Linked DNA regions of Rattus norvegicus: region 1 is linked to region 2. The links are chromatin contacts, called in public Hi-C maps. All regions are on one chromosome and are shown on one strand. Each heading gives the region's core, a stretch centred on a gene start, on an enhancer-like site or on the middle of the called end of the contact. The rest is flanking DNA. Distances are from core to core; before and after follow the strand shown. Region 1 has its middle 500 kb from the start of Syt1. Region 2 has its middle 110 kb from the start of Pawr.

The links. Hi-C and Micro-C count contacts between places; a contact is called where the count stands out from the background.
Region 1: a contact with region 2 is called in a Hi-C map of frontal cortex, with 2.3 times the contacts expected there. The contact joins two enhancer-like sites. A contact is called at or near these places in 2 of 12 Hi-C or Micro-C datasets (the A7r5 cell line and frontal cortex).

The regions. Positions count from the first base shown.
Region 1 is chr7:46,745,718-46,751,433 of GRCr8, reverse strand. No RefSeq gene overlaps it. Among named protein-coding and RNA genes, the nearest start is that of Syt1, 500 kb to the right of the region's middle. Within about 2 kb of position 3,668, at least 4 of the 93 cell types and tissues checked have an H3K27ac peak or open chromatin away from gene starts, as enhancers often do.
Region 2 is chr7:45,640,888-45,646,949 of GRCr8, reverse strand. No RefSeq gene overlaps it. Among named protein-coding and RNA genes, the nearest start is that of Pawr, 110 kb to the right of the region's middle. Within about 2 kb of position 4,224, at least 20 of the 93 cell types and tissues checked have an H3K27ac peak or open chromatin away from gene starts, as enhancers often do.

The sequences.
Region 1 (5,716 bases), core at 2,419-4,918, 1.1 Mb before region 2:
GTGAGGCTTCAGAAGATCAAGCCAGGCCCAGTGCCCTTCTCTTTCTGCTGCTTCCAACCTGGAGTAGAACTCTCAGCTACTTTTCTAGCACTGTGTCCGCCTTCATGCCACCATGATTCCTGACATGGTAATAATAGATTAACCCCTGAACTGTAAGCCAGCCCCAGTGAAATGTTTTCCTTTATAAGAGTTACCATGGTCATGATGTCTCTTCACAGCAATTGACAGATGGGAGCAGAAATACTTATCTATAGATTTTTTTTAACATAATCAGCTTATTGAGGGAAGTTCTTGGCCTATTGCAATTTTATTGTGGTATAAAAAAGCAAAAAGTGAAAGTCGTAGGGCTCAGACTTAGAAAAATTCAATAAAAAAAGAAACACTGGAGATAGCCTTTAAAAATCCCCTTTAAAGATTATCAATGATGTATAAAGGAAGGTAGACAGAAAAGGCACTTTGAATTCACAAAACAACACATCAAATTTTAAGGAAAAAGACAGGATCTCACTGTGCTTATAAACAGAATAAAAACAGAAGAGAATGTAGGTATAATACCTATATAAATGGAATTTCACCTGGGCTAATAAGATGTTACTTAATAGGAAAATATGGGAATTCACTGGATATATTTTCCTTACAGGATGGATAGTGAGATTTATGTTGTAAACATAGCATTCCGGTAGCTCTGGGGAAGAAAAATTGAGTGTGGGAGGAACTAGAGACAGAGAGATTAAAGATGTGAAGGGAAACACAACCCAGAACAATGGAGGTAATTGATCATTGCTCAAAAATGATCAGTTGGCTTGCCAACCAACTGTAAAATTGTATTATATAAATAAAACACTTTTCAAAGGACTATAAATTTTTACTTACTTTGTCTATCTGCATATAGATTCTCATTCCATCTCTGTGGATACACAGAATTTCAGACAGTTTAAAACTTCACTACAAAATTAGCCACATGAATCCACAAGTTCTTTCTCCCCATTTTCTGAATACCCTAGATGCAATCATAGAGGAAAACTCCCTTCCTTATAACTACATCATTGAGGACCATAAACTCCTTAAGGTTTACTCAGGCAAAAGTCCATGTAGTTCTTTATGACCTGCCTCTCATCAATGCTAAAACTGGCCAGTCTCTACCCTTTCCTCTCACTTATTTTCTCCTGTACCAGCTTCTGATCCATTCTTTGCAAACTAATCATTGTTTCTGCCTTTTTTATTTCATTATTTCTTTCTACATTGAGTCATAATATTTGAACCTCTCGACTCTTTTCCATTTATCAAAGTCAGAGAAAAGTCTTTGGTTAACCAAAAAGCCCTTGAATCTGACGCCCCCCCCCAAAAAAAATTGCGTGTTCTTACAGAAAAAACAAAACAACTTGCTCAGCAGTTAGGAGAGCAACTCTTCTACCCAATTGCAGTTGTGGGAGAGCACCTTGAATTATTGAACTGACAGCCTAAAATTGGACCTCATCAAGCTTAATTAGAATACGCTTAATCATGAGTCCATGGAGAAACGGTAATAAATGACTTTGATTTAAGATCCATTATCAGAACTTTCCTAAATCCCAGAAGCACCATTCAAATGATGTGTTTCTTTTTAAAAATATTTTTATTGCTTGAAACTTTCACACAGGAATAAAATACATCTTGTTCATACCCAACCCCACCATAACCCTCCCAACTCTTCTCATGAACCCTACTCCCAATACATCTTTCCATGTTAATGTCCAATCACAATCTATTTCTGTTTTTCTTTACTCTTCAGTTGAGTGAGTTAAACCAGTGCCGCTGTATTCATGCAGGTGGTGGGGTCATGCTCTGAGCCGTGGCTAACTTACCAGAATCTACCCCTACAAAGAAAAATAAGTCTTTCTTTTCCAGAGCCATCTAACAGTTCTTCAGCTAAGAGTAGAGCCAGGTATCTTCCTCTATCTTGTACAGGTCTTGTGTTGGCAACCACAGCTGCTGTGGATCATGTGTGCAATAGCTTATCAAGTCCAGGAGACAGCATTCTACAAGGACACTCTCCAACCTTGAGCCCTTACCTTTTCCTATGTTGTTCCCTGAGGTTTAGCGAATGAGGGGAGGAGGGTTGATACAGTTGTCCCATATATGGCTGAGTACTCACAATTGCCTGTAAGTAATGTTTTGGGTAGCCTATAAAACCCAGAGGAGCTGCTGGGGAAAAGAAAAGAAAAGAAAAGAAAAGAAAAGGAAAGGAAAGGAAAGGAAAGGAAAGGGAAGGGAAGGAAAGGAAAAGAAAGGAAAAGAAAAGGAAGAGAAAAGGAAAGAAAAGGAAAGAAAAGGAAAGGAAAGGGAAAATGAGTGGAAAAACCAAAGAGGGAGGGTGGGGTTAAAAGTTAAAAAACAAAACAGTAAACTCAAAGGAAAACTAGCCTGTTTGAGTGCATTTTTATGCTTCTATATGTTTATGATCTTTTTTTTTCCTGGGAACAATGGCTGAATATGTATTTCTCCCCTGGCATTTTATCTCCTTCTACTTTTATATGACCAAACACGCTCCAAACACGTCAACTCTCACCTACAGTTATAGAGGTCAGGAGCACTGGGTGCGGTGAGGTCGCTAGCACACAGCCCAGTAAAAGTGAATAATTAACTTGATACATTTAACTTGAGATGTACCATCCCATAGAGTACTTAGATGTATATTATTATTTTTAAAATATATGACTTTTGAGTTTTGGGTTATTTTATGATGTCAGAGTTCTTCAGTGGAACTTCTTCAGTGGCCATTGAGTAGAGAGAGAAGACTGGCTAGAGAGGCCCTTGGAAGGGTCTTCCGGGTCAGGCTTGCAAGTTATGTTTGACATTTCTATGTATATTCCATTACTTACTCTCTCATAAGCCTAACTATAAGGGAGGATGTGGACCTTTCTTTCTATCCTGAAGCCCAGGAGGAAAGGCCTTCATTATGGTTGGTCAGCAAGGATGTTGTCAGAAGAATATATTACATGCTAGACAGATACCATAATGATGTATTATATAGGAAACAAGCTCAACTTGTTTGTCCCAGGCTTTCAGCATTGCCTTGTGTTGATTGCTCCTTCCTGAAGCCTGGTTTGAATTGCTCATTTCAACTAAATTTATTATTTTCTGACAGCGCTCAAGGGATTTACAAAGAAATAAAGATTAAAAAAAAAAAAAAACCAACTTCCATTCCCTGTTACTCATATGAGCGTCAGATCACTTACTTGTAGTCTCTGTGTCTTTTGAATGTCATCTCTTCTTAAGAAAATCCTGTTTCAGCCAAGAGATTTCATTCCATAATTATATCACAGGGGATCACTTTCTAAAGAAGGCATTGACTTTGAATTTCTTTCAAGTTCCATTTGAGCAGATGGAGAACTATAGAATATATACCATAAACAACCATCATTTATAAAAGCCTAGCAACCAGGAACATTTCAGCTCTCCGAATCAGCTAACAAACTATGGCTAATTCTTCATCCCTCTGCCTGGACAGTTGGACAAATTTACTCTTTGTTTACAAAACAGAAATGGCTAACGATATTCAGACAGAGGAGAGGAGAGCTGTCTCTCAACAGGAGAATTCATTGTTTCAACCTATTTCCTTCTTTTTCCCCCTCTTTCACCTCAAATATTCTGGCAAGGCTGGCTGTAATTGCTCTATGGGCCAAACGTTCAAAAAATCTATAATAATAAAACTCAAACCTTTAAATTACAATCTTCTGTTTAACAGAAATCTTCCAGGGAATGTGCTGTGGGAGTGGAGAAAGAATCCTTGCCGTTAAAAACCATGTCAGCTCATCACAGAAATGCGATTGCCACTATTACTAACCCACCAGAAGTAAAAATTCATGAAATGAGTCTTTTCATCTCTAGTTACCCATTCCTGCCACCGAAGCTGAAAGAGCCCCATTGGTATGCAAGCCCATGAAGATGTCCTCAGTGCTCTGTGGAAGTGTAGATCTGCATGCCTGCGAAGGTACAGACGCTGAATGCACATGCTGCTAAGTATACAGAAAACCAATCCCTGGGTTGTTTGTTATTGAAGAACCCAAACACCTTATCAAGGTAATATGACTGAGCTCATACATTTTCTAAGCCACTTAACACATCCTAGAATAAATACATGGGATTTCATGGGCCAGGGACAGCTAACTATAGAATGAATTGTTCTGTTTGTGAGAAGCTGGAAATGATTGAGACTGTAGCTTCATTTGGGTTGGTAGCAGCATGTGTTTAAAGACACCGAGATGTCTAATTCTTCTGTACGTCAGATACCGAGTGTGGTGGTGATGGGGGAAGCTGTCTTTATCTCCCTCATCCAATCCTTTACAAGGACCTTCTAAGTCTACTTTCTGAACTTAATGTAAACGTCTCATGCTTTGTGCTACCTCAACTCTGCCTGCCCACACACACTTCATTTCTTTCAGCTCTCAGCTAACAGAATCCTTGGTTGCATCTAAGAATCTCAGTTTATCTGTCCTGACATCACTTGAGAGCTTGCCTGAAATCTTGACATGAAATTTCATATTCTACCAAACGTGACTCATTTGCATCTTGGGAACATTTGTCGATGCTTTGTGACTGTGTTCCTTCTAAGTAGCGTTGACATAGCTCCTTGCCTCTCATGTTATTCACTTCTACTTTCCCTGGAACACTGAAGCAAAGTGATCATTATACAAGTCAAAACCGATCATGTCACAGTGAGGCTTAAAACTTAACAACATATCCTCATCCTTTGGCTCCAGAGGGTAGAGCAATATCAAATTAAGTACGGGGCTTCAGAAACATGAATCCTGATAACCCTTCCAATTTATCTCATAAAAGATCTTCTATCTACTTGCTCCAAAAGTAACATTCTGTTTGTTTGGTGTGATATCTATACCTGGAGTTTCCTTATATATACATTTACTTTGTCCACCATAGCCAACCTTGGCTTTTTCCATTTATTTAAAGACTGATGTGCTTAGAACCTCCCGCTGTGACTGTCTAGATTTCCTAGTGTTATTTCTCACCTTAGCATAATACGTGATGTCACATCAACTTCTTTGATGCATAAATACCTTACTAAGCTTTAAATCCATGAGAAATGAAGCCACATTTGTCTTGTGCAAAGAAATATTTGCAGGGCTTGGCTTAGCGACTAGCACATGGCAGTTATGATAGAGTGACCAAGTGAAATAACCCCTCAGGAAGACAAATGGACCATTTCCCACATCTTTAAAGATAACTGGCTTCTAAAACTGTGGAGCAGTGCCATAGGGAAGATGAATCAGACTTCTTCTGATGGGCTCTCAGTGATGGGGTGATACAGGCAGAACCACTATGAAATCCCAGCATACAGTTGGCACTAAAATACTTATTGAGCAGATCCACAGTAGAACCAGCAAATGAAAGTTTGAGGAAGAGAGAAATCATCAAAGAAAAAACTGAAGTCCCATTTCTTGGGTGTATTATATATGCTGGTAACCTTTGCACGGTAGCAGAGAATCATGTGACTGGGCCCAACATTCAAGAGATGAAGGCCAAACTCGCTTTAAAACAGACCCTCTCCATATACAACCCATTCCCCTATTAATCTACTACTCTTCAAATTCATTAACTGACTCATAAAGGCAAATTTTCATGACCTAACAACCTCTCACAGGTACCGTGTCAATACCTCAAAATAAGGATTAAATTAACACATGAATTTTTAATTACTGGTGATTCAGAATATTTC
Region 2 (6,062 bases), core at 2,975-5,474:
GTATCCCTTTAAAGCCTATATATCTGAATTATTTTTCAAAACTCCATTTTAAGTACTGTGAACATGTTCTTTTAAGAAGTGTTAGATACAGATGCTCTGCATTGAACCTGCTTAGCCATTCAGTGTGGTACCACGTTACCTCAGTTTGTGCCCTGCTTATTCTAATATGGTCTCCCTCTTCACTTACTGATTCCTTTATTTTGGCTCTAACACACAATTCTAATCAGTAATGCCTGACTGGGGCTGTTCTAATGACGATGCTCTGTAGTCAGAAGGGCGTGAGAGGATATCGGAGGTGGCCTTCAAGTGCCCAATGCAGTGTAAGCCAAAACACCCATGAGAAAGCAAGAGAGTAATGACCCTGAGACAACAGGGGGATGGAGAAGCTCTTTGGCCTTATGAAAGGCCCAGGTGTCACTGCATCAGGAAAGAGTGGACGACCTCTATAGCTGGAGGCTTATGATTTCAGGAGAGCTAAAGGGGCTGCAAAAGACATTGCCCCAGTAGTAAACGGAAATGCATTCCAAACGACTTTGACATCAATGACCTTTAATCCCAACTGAATCAATTACGGTAGCCAAATTCAAGGGTCTAAATTTAGCACTAAATTACATAGACTTAAAATGAATTCATGCGTGGTCTGTTATTAGTTCCTTAACTGGATCACACAAGGCTGGGAGGTCTGAGTTGAAGCATACAGATGGCGGGCTCTTGTCAAGTAAAAGAGAATGTTGTAGGACTTGACAAACAGTGCTCTCAGAGAGGAAGTGGGCTGCCATGTCCATGAAGGCTGACCCTCTAGTAACTACCATGGGATGCCACAGGAGTGAGTATCCGTAAGACCCCAGTTCCTTCACTGGTGCCTGATTTTCAAATGGTTGTACAAGTCTAACTAGATCAATAGGCCACAAGAGCAGGCTTTATTAGAATCTTCACTGTCTCCTCTGAAGGAGAGGCTAGGGAGGGATGTTCCCTCTCCTCCTCTAGATCAGCTGCCTCCTCAGAAGGAAGGTTTACCGTAGAAGAGTAGACTCCATTTCAGTGGAAAAATGAAGACTCAGACAGGAAAAGAGGGAATGAAGAGAGACACTGAATAGGGACTTTAAAGGCCACAGGAAGAAGAGCCACTCCTCCCACAGTTCCCAAGAACCAGAAGAAGCATCGTTAGGTTCTGACCAACATCCCAAATAAAAACAGGAGACAGAAAGCAGCAAAGTTTCATCTTAGAAAGATGGCCAAATGCAACAGGGCCTGAACTAGGGAACGGGAATTCTGGGAAAGAAAAGAACAGAATCTCTTAAATAATTAGAGATAATTATTCTACCTACTTTTGAAGAATGGCTTCAGGTGAGTCTACCTTCCTGGGTGGTCCTGCCACCCTTTTAAGAACAGCAGTTAAGTCTGACTCAACTGGACTATCTGATCTCTCTCCAGCCAGAGAGTTCATCCCTTTGACCAGAAGGATCTAGTCTTCCCTTATTAGACATACTGCTGTTGTGCTATTTCTACCTTACTTTACTGTTTACTGAGTATCCTGACTTGCTGAGGAAGGTCTGTCCCTAAGAACACCATAAAACTCTACACCACGGTCCATGTTTAAAGAACGCGCAGAGCTAAGGAACTCGGATTGCAGGAAGTCAACCTTTCAGTAGACCCAGTTCTCTGATGATGAAAGAGGAAGGCTTCAGGGAAAGAAGATGATGCATTTTGCAGAGCAGCTGAAGTCCCTTCCAAACTCTCTTCTTGCTAGGACTGGACTAGGCCTTCCACATGGTCAGCACCATGCTGTGGAGTGAAGGGTGACTTTGGGAGGAAGTCACGGTCTCTGAACTGAGACAGCGCCTGATCCTGGAGCCAGAAGGAACAGGAGAGACAAGCTAATGTGGAGAGGATGTGCCTGCTGTCCAGGCTGGACACTCAGGAGTAGCAAAAGTCAAAGAGTTCCTCATAGCTTTTACCAACTACAAAGAAGCCTAAAATATGGCCTGGATTTAAGCCAACAAGCTTTTCAATTAAGCGTGCATCACAGCACGAATCAGAACACTGCACCCCGGAATCTCGGATCCATCATCACGGATTGGCGGGATAGTCTTCCTAAGAACCAGCACGTGAAGCGGCTCAGGGGCAAACGCCTTTAATCCCAGCCCTGGGGAAGCGGAGGCAGGCAGATCTCTGGGATTCGAGGCCAGCCTGGTTCTACAGACAGAGTTCCAGGACAGCCAAGGCTACATGGGGAAACCTTGTGGGGAATGGAGGGCGGGAAGGGGGTGGGGGCGGAGTCATCAGATTTTCTATGTAAAACTGAAGAGAAACGGAGAAGCGTGGTCACTCTGGCCAAATATACAGCTAAAACCTACAGAGAAAGATAAAACAGCAGCCTCACTTGGGCAAGGAAGAGCCTTCAGATCCTACATCAAGGGCTGATAGTTGGAGGGGTGGGGGTGGGGTGAGGGTGGGGTGGGGAGACCGGAGAGTGGAGGGGTAGGGAAGTGGTGGGATGTTAATACTAAGGATTATCACACCTCTACGTCTTTGGAAGAGGAGGCAGAGGCTTTGAAAGCAACTGACTTTAGACGTTTAAAAGGAACACTGCCAGTTAAGATTTCCGCGAGTGTTTTAATAAACTGGAGGAGACCGGGAGTCAGGGAACTGAGCTGAGAGCCACTAGGGAAGCCGACTGGCAGGGGGCAGGCAGAGAGTTTTGACAGGATACACTTAGTAGCAATTACAGGGGAGAAATAAAACCCTTTCCTGTTTGTACCCAGATACAAGCAAATATTCCCACTCACCCGCTCTTATGTTAATGTTCGCACTTCCTGAATACAAGGTGACGTGTCCCTCCACAGAGGTCTCTATAGAGACCATGGCAGGGACAGAGTGGTGGTTGTGATGAGGTTGCAGTGTGGTTGAGGGTGACAGTAAGTCTCCATGGAAAGCCCATGAGTTGAAAACAGGCCTCAGAGTCCATCGCGGAAAAGAAATCATTTTCTTGAGCAACTCTAGCTGTCACAAAGGTTGCTGCAAAAGCAGTTGAGCTTTTGATGTGGTTTCTGGCTCTGCCCATAGCTGTCCTTATACTTGTGAGAGTTAAAGGCAGATACAAATGTAACCAAATCAAGACTGGGGCCATAGAGTCAGAACCACCTTTGTGTGGTGACACTTGGGAGTCAATCCCTGGCTATTTTTTTCCTCCTTTTCTATTAAAAAAAAAAAAAAAAGTTAGCAAAACTTCTTTGGCCTAGCAAACCAAATAGAGCATGGAACATTTGAGCTCCGATGGATCATAAAGAGATACCCATTTTTCCCAGCCCCTGAAGTCTCAGGATAAGGAACTCGATGTAAAATAATTCCATACGTCTACAGTTTGCTATGCAGTCTTTCCCAGGGACCTCTGCTTCCGGGTGAACAGGCTAGGGGATTTCCATCAGCAGACCCTTGGGTTCAGAGGTCAGTTCCACATCTTTAGGTAACTGTGGTCAGAGGTAAAGACTGCTCCCTCCATAGCTCTGATCCAAAACTTCCTTTCCCTGGGGTCTGAGAAGCAGCGCCAGACGGTCTCAACATTCCTGACATTCCCTAAGGGCTGAGGCAACTCTAACCCCCGGCTGCTCCTCAGACACCTGAGGAACTGGACCATTAGCTCTTCTGTGGGGAGCTGAGTGCAAGGAGAGGAGAAAGCCCTAAAGGAAACACAGAGGAGGGTTAGAAAGTTCAATAAACCAGCCTGGTCTAACCTGCAACACCAGCTGCCACGCTCAACTCTGCAGTGACTCACCCAACAATGGGAGTAGGAGCTGGAAAGGAGCTGAAAGCCCTTAAAGCCATCCAGAATAAAGATTTGTAGCTAGAATAACACAAACACACACACACACACACACACACACACACACACACACACACACACACCTGCCTGTCTTTGTATCCTGTGAGTGGAGCAGACTGACTAGATCTCTTCAGATCCCCTGTGCTGAGCACTCCTTGCTAACTTTCCTTGTTCCCTGCTACTCTGCCAACCCTCCCGTCCCTTTATCTTTCCCAAACACAATTGGGAAGCTTGCTTAGGTAAACTGGACAATTGGAAGGAGCCCCTGTGTTTTCGTCATTAAAACCACACACAGCCACTAGAGGGCAGTGCTGATACTAGTCTCTCCAGATTTCCACTCTGTGCAGACTCAGGCTGGCCCATCCACACATCCTGTTACAGGATGTTTCTGAACTCTTCCTTCAATTCTCCGCGTAAATAAACAATCCGAGCTGGATACACCCAGACTCACATCCCTGTAACCCCACAGATCACGCAGGTCCAAATTCCTGGTAATTTACAATCTTGCCTAGTTTTATAACATACCACAATCAGAGATTAAACTCAAATTCTGCCTGAATTTTGGCATTTCTCTCCAGTGCTATCCCTGAGAGTTAAAAGAGCTAAGGCAGCTCAGCTGTACATGATTCTGTTTTCTTTCTGTACCCAATGTCTCTCATTGTACGCTCTGGTCAGAAGCAGAGGAGCTCGGCTGGGCAAAATCTTTAAGATTAGTCATGTACCCAAACACAGGGACAGAGAGCCACGGATGTGTGTCTTGGCACTGTGAGTATAAACCAGGGTCTGCCGAGTCTGTCTCAGTGGCTCGGTGGACCAAGAAAAGCAAAGATAGAAGTCCAGGCTTCCAGGGGCAGAATTTCTTTTCCAGGTAGTTCAGCTGAGGGCTCAGGGACCTGACAGCCCCGCATAGAAGCAGGCCAGCATCTCACCTCCCAAGCGTTCGTCCTAGGGCAGCTGTCTTAACCAGTGGGTCTCAGCCTGTGGGTCCCGACACCCTTGGCAAATCTCTATCTCCGAAAAAATTAACATTACAATTCATAACAGTAGCAACGTTACACTATGAAGCAACAATGAATGGGACTTTATGGATGGGGGTCACCAGAACATGAGAAGCTGCATTAAAGGTCACGGCATTAGGAAGAACGGCTGGAGACTAACTTGTGGCTGAAGACCTAGGAGAGACGTGAATCAATCAGGCATGCAGGCGAGGTCAGATGGAGCTCTCTGGGGCCCAGCGCTGGGCTGGAGCTGCTCTTCCTCAGACACGGGTATTTACTGATACCAAGCTTATCTTTGGATTCTCAGCAAAGGCAGATAAGGTGAGGGAAATATTTGTAGGGAGAGATTTCTGGAATTTCCCCACAGTGCTGAAATAGCACCGAGAGTTGAAGAAGGCCATATTTGGACAATGACAAGCACGTTATTTTTTTTTTTTTCTGTCTTTTCTGTTTTCCCTGCTATATAATAACATTTAACCTTCTTCGCACAAGGTCAGTGCTGCTGTCCTAGAACTGTCCCAAAGGCCTCTCCTGTCCAAGGACAGGGGATCCAAGACCCTTCCCAGGGTCACGAACATATACTATGTTTCTAAAGGGAAAAATTACCACAGAATCACTGCTTACTGAGATCAGTCAGGTCTTCGGGGGCTGCACTGCACTTTCCACCTCAGGGGGAGGGGGAGGGGGAGGGAGAAGGAAAGGGAGGGAGGGAGGGAGGGAGGGGGAGGGAGGGGGAGGGAGGGAGGGAGGGAGAGGGAGAGAGAGAATATAAAGATAGAAATGTGTCCTTAGGAGGCTCCAAACCCAGCAAAACCTGAGGTAAAATGTTGACAAAGGGCGGAGGTGGATGAGAGTGCAGACGCCACCCTCGCTCACCTGCTCCTGACCCTTCTGAGGCACTGTCAGCAAGACATCATCCACAAGACTCTTTCTTTTACAGATGCTTTGTCTACAGGACAGTGCGTGTGCCTCAGGAAATCAAGAAGCCATCACCTCTCCTCTATCATCACCTTTACGAATCCTAGAGGCAGGCACACTGGGAAATATAAAAACTGGGCAAGAGAGTCTAAACGGCTAAACGGTCCGTGAACTCCCAGTAGGAACTTGGCTAAACACAGTTGTTTCAGTACATGACAAGTTGGCCTCTTCTGTGTTCTTCTGAATGTATAATTGATGTGGCCCATCTGTTTCCAGTAAAGGAACTTTTGTTTTGTTTTGGGTTTTTTTTGTTTTTTTTTTTT